2 separate regions of the Danio rerio genome follow, and region 1 is linked to region 2. Evidence: chromatin contacts called from public HiCAR-type data. All regions are on one chromosome and are shown on one strand. The core of a region is the stretch at or near the end of the contact, and the rest is flanking DNA. Distances in the headings are between cores, read along the strand shown.

Region 1 (2,700 bases), core at 48-2,547, 900 kb after region 2:
AGGGGTTAGCACTGTCACCTCACAGCAAGAAAGTCACTGGTTTGAGTCACATCTGGGCCAGTTGGCATTTCTGTGTAGAGTTTGCTTGTTCTACTCCATGTGGGTTTTCTCTGGGTGTTCAGGTTCAAAGATATGTGGTTTGATGAATTGAATAAACTAAACTGGCTGTAGTGTATGAGTGTACACTCATAAGCTTTTCCTGGGAACACCACTTGAAAAAATGCCTCCACCAGACTACAACCCTGAGGCAGCACAAAAACATTTAAAGCCATGATACACATTCATATTTGCACTAATAAAATTGTATCATTGTACTCACTTTTGTTAGATTTGTTTTTAATGTTTGTACAATTTGTCTTAACTATATTAATAAACCTCTTACATTTCATAAATTACTGTTATATACAGTTTAAGTCAGAATTATTAGCCCCCCTGAATAATTTTTCACCAATTTCTGTTTAACAGAGAGAAGATTTTTTTTCCCCCAAAATTTCTAAACATAATAGTTTTAATAACTCATTTCTAAAAATTGTTGATTTTATCTTCGTCATGATGACAGTAAATAATATATGACTAGATATTTTTCAAGACACTTCTATACAGCTTAAAGTGACATTTAAAAATATTAAACAATATTTTAAACAATATATTAAAAAAATATAAACTTAAAGATATTTTTCTTTCACAGTATAATATATTTTCACTGGTTTCAATGGATGTATGGGCAATAAATAATTGCAGTGAAATTTGGTTTTCAGTTTATTTCTTTCTCCATGCGCTTGTCACACACATTAAACTATTGTATGTTATGTCATCTACTCCTAGTTTAATATTAACATCTAAAAGGACGTAACAGTGTGTGTGTGTGAGATTGTGAGAGTGTTTCCCAGTACTGGGTTCCGGCTGGAAGGGCATCTACAGCATAAAATATAAGCCAGAGTAGTTGGCGGTTCATTCCGCTGTGGCAACCCCTGATAAATCAAGATTATGCAAAGAAAAACGAACAAATGAATAGAATTACACAATGAGGATTGAGTTCATGAGAGATCAGTGAACAAAGAACCAATCAAAGCAGATGTGGACAAACAACGCTCTCTGTTTGCCCGCAGAGAACAGATGCATGTTTTCGTCCTGTTAATGACAAGCTCCAATTCTTGACCCGAGCCACTCGGCAGCGTTCTGTCCCACCGAGCGAGTGTGAGTCTATAAGTGTAAATGCATCACTGGGAGTGTGTTCACCGAGGCATGTAAAACCAGAGCAGAGACGTGTAAGTCAGCAGAGGGGCCCGCGCGTGGCTTTAATGAAAGCAGCGTGTCAGCAGAAGGTGTGATGAATTCTGGAGACATGGGAGGAGGAGGAGACTGAGAAAAGCAGGGGGAAGAAAAAGTGGGAAGACAGAGACGGTGGGAGAAAGGGAAGAGCAGAGGGCTCTTAGCAGTCGGGTCCCCAGTGTGAGAGCGTGATTCCGGCAGCTCACGGCGGGAGACTCTTAGAAGCTGTAGCTGTGCTTTATTGGAGCCTGGAAATCAGTAAACAAGACTGATGTGTGTTGGGATAGGCTGCTAAATCCACTACCGTTCTCCACATCATCTCCCTCTATCAATCTTTTTTCGTCTATCGCTCTGTCTATTGTCTGCTCTGGTCTGACAGCTTCTATAGTAAGTCACTGATGGAAATATGCACTGCTGGAAAACCAACTTCACTCATTTCTTTAGATCACTCCTTGAGTATCATTTAGTCACTGATAAATCCTATTTAGCATTTCCAGATCACAACATTTGGCCATATTAGAGCTTTAAAGAGCCCCTATTATGCATTAAGAAGGTCATGTTTTGGTTTTGAGGGTCTCCAACACCAGGCTGATTTGCAGACAAGGTAAAAAAACACTTTTATTGTCTTATAATATGCATTTATTTTTACCTAATTATCCCAACGGCAACCATATGATTTGTTCAGCGATTCATTTGTTCCCAAACCTCTCCTCAGCACAATGCTTATCTGCGCTGATTGGTCCGATGACGTAGTCTGTTGCAATTGGTCAACTGCGATCAGCGAGTTTTCCCGGGTCTGTGCGCGCAACAAATGGGCGGGGCTTAAGTTTTGTGTCAACATCACGTCGACATGGTTAAAGATTCATTACCCAGACGATTAATTTAAACCACTCTAAGTCGACTATTTAGATGAATCAATACTTTTAAACACTTTCAGATTAAAGCATAAGATGGACATTTCACTTCACATGTTACACACAGGGCGATGCAGTGGCGCAGTAGGCAGTGCTGTCGCCTCACAGCAAGAAGGTCGCTGGTTCAAGCCTCGGCTGGGTCAGAGTTTCTACAGTATGTGGCGTTTGCATGTTCTCCCTGTGTTCACGTGGGTTTCCTCTGGGTGCTTCGGTTTCCCCCAAAAACATGCGGTACAGGTGAATTGGTTAAGCTAAACTGTTTGCAGTGTATGAGTGTGGATAAATGTGTATATATGTTTCCCAGAGATGGGTTGCAGCTGGAAGGGCATCCACTGTGTAAAAACATATGCTGGATAAGTTGGTGGATCATTCCGCTGTGGCGACCCCAGATTAATAAAGGGACTAAGCTGAAAAGAAAATGAATGAATTAATGTTACACACAGCATGAAAGGTCATTTTCAAAAGCCCCTAATAGAGGCTCTTAAAAATTCTGCAGAATGTCATTAATATCTTA
Region 2 (2,700 bases), core at 93-2,592:
TACAGTAAAGATATGCAACACTGTAAATACACAGAGCAAAATACCTTGTGCTGTAAATGTAAATACAGTATTTTTGCTGTAATTGATTTACAGTAATTTACTGTAGATTCTACAGGACCTTGTTAATAGTGCACTATAAATGATTTTTGTAAATGACACAGTATTTAACTGTAATATGAACTGTATTTTATTGTAGGACAATTATACAGTGTGTTACTCTATTTTAAAGGTGCACTGTTAAAATTACTGTACATTTTACAGTAAAGACATGCATTACTGTAAATACAAAGAGCAAGATAAGTTGTGCTGTAAAAGTAAATACAGTAATTTTGCTGTAATTGATTTACAGTAAGTTACTGTAGATTCTACAGAACATTGTTAACAGTGCATTGTTATTTTTTTAAATGGCACTGTATTTACCTGTAACATGAACTGTATTTTACTGTAAAACAATTATGCGGTATGTTACTGTATTTTAAAGTTGCATTGTGAAAATTACTGTACATTTTACAGTGAAGATATACAATACTGTAATTACTAATTACTTAGAGCAAGATTAGTTGTGAATTATATAAGTTGTGAAAATTATATTATATATATATGTATATATATATATATATGTATATATATATTTATATATATATATATATATATATATATATATATATATATATATATATATATATATATATATATATATATATATATATATATACACATATATATATATATTTATTTATTTCAATTGTTTTAAAACATTTTTGTGTTTCTATATACCCGAAATGTGTATTAATTTAATGCTTAGTGGTATTTATAGTATTATTAGTGGCAGTTATAGTTAACTAACATAATCCTGGTCCATGTTTATATGCAATTTTTACATTTTGCAATATTTTGGTATCCAATCATATACACAACTAAACAGCCAACATAATTACACTATTTTGGTTCTTTATTGGAATTAATGGTTCCATTTAGAACTTTAACATATGTGGAATCTTTCAGATGCAGAAAAAAAAGTCCTTCATACTAATTTTCATTTGTCTAATTTAAAAAAAAATAGAAAATGGTCCTTTTGAGGTTTAAGGAACAAAAACATGTCCTCAAATAAATCACTACAAAACCCCATTATACAACCCTTTATTTTAAAAGTGCCACATAATGTTAAAGATCAAATGTTTACCATTAGTATTTGAGCCTTGTTTAAAGTTAAGACCAGTATAAACACACACACACCCTACACGTTGATAACATGCTTGTAAATGGCCACAGAGCCTGTGGTCAAAGATCAGTAATCCCAGTGAGATGAGCACACGGGTGGACTGAGGTTTTAGGGTCGCCTCCTAATGAAGCCTAATCCCCCGAAGGCCAAAGGTCAGCCTGTATCCACTTTCCTGACTATCAGAAGCCTCATTCTTTTGTGCATGTTAAACCCCCTTTTATTCGTGCCCTCGGAGCATAATGAGAGTTCAGTCACAGCGAGGTTAATTAGGCGAAGAAGCCGATCGAGTGTCTTTAAACATTAATGGAATTTATGTGGATTTACTGCCACAATGTCCAATCGTGTCGCAAAGATTCTTCCGCGCAAAAGCTTTCAGGCTGACAGAGGAATGATAGAAGCTTGTGTTGACATGTTAACGGCTTTACGCAATATATTACTTTTTTTTTTACATTCTGAGGTGGCAAAATGCTGTTCAACCAGTCAGTTGCACGGGTATCACAGTCATGTGCACGTGCAAAAAAAAAAGAAAAGGAAAACTCACTCTTTTTCATAGTGAATGTGACGTTCATGCTGGCTGTCGTGAAAAAAAGATGAATGGTTAATCAGTGAAGCTTCCAGGAATCTTCCAAGAAGTGTGATTGTTGGGGAGCCGCAGGGCCCCTGAGCCTCCAGCATGAGGCCTTTCCTCGGGGCCGCTTCCTCCACTGCGGGGGTGCAGATCTGAGCTCCTGGAGGTGAACGCCTCTGTCAGATTCACAACGGCCTAAAGCACTAGGACGAACACACACACACACTGAGGTCAGGGCACACTGAAAAACTAGAACAAATGACAAGAAAAGGAATATATTAATATTAAAATAGAATTACTTTATCCCATAGGTTATAGGAAAATAATAATAACAATAATAATAATAATAATAATATTAATAAAGTTCTATATTATACCAATAAAATTTACGCAGTTTTATTTACATCTCTGATATAATATAATATAATATAATATAATATAATATAATATAATATAATATAATATAATATAATATAATATAATATAATATAATATAATATAATTTCAAAATATTCTATAATTAAACTTAATGTAACATAACAACCAAAATAACATAACTTAACGTAATTTAATGTAACTTAAGGTGACATAACTTAACATAATTTAACGTAACTTAACATACCAATATAACAACCAAAATTAACATGGCTTACCATAACTTAACGTAACACAACGTAACAACTTAACGTAATAGCTTAATGTAACATAACTTAACGTAACTTAACAATTAAAATAACATAACTTACCATAACTTAATGTAACAGAGCATAACATATCTTAACATAACAACTTAACATAATTTATTTAACGTAGCTTAACATACCAACATAACAACCAAAGTAACGTTATGCAACGTAACAATGCAACACAACGTAACAACTTAACATAACAACTTAATGTAATGTAACAA

Evidence for each region. HiCAR-type assays count read pairs that join an accessible place to other places.
Region 1: a contact with region 2 is called in a HiCAR-type map of caudal fin, with 12 times the contacts expected there. The contact joins two enhancer-like sites. A contact is called at or near these places in 2 of 18 Hi-C or Micro-C datasets (both in embryo) and 1 of 4 datasets of contacts at active chromatin or transcription factors (caudal fin).

Annotation. Positions count from the first base shown.
Region 1 is chr6:54,018,689-54,021,388 of GRCz12tu, forward strand. The region is part of intron 6 of ptprt (protein tyrosine phosphatase receptor type T); the gene reads right to left. Among named protein-coding and RNA genes, the nearest start is that of ptprt, 160 kb to the right of the region's middle. Within about 2 kb of position 1,298, at least 11 of the 62 cell types and tissues checked have an H3K27ac peak or open chromatin away from gene starts, as enhancers often do.
Region 2 is chr6:53,119,214-53,121,913 of GRCz12tu, forward strand. No RefSeq gene overlaps it. Among named protein-coding and RNA genes, the nearest start is that of mych, 24 kb to the left of the region's middle. Within about 2 kb of position 1,343, at least 27 of the 62 cell types and tissues checked have an H3K27ac peak or open chromatin away from gene starts, as enhancers often do.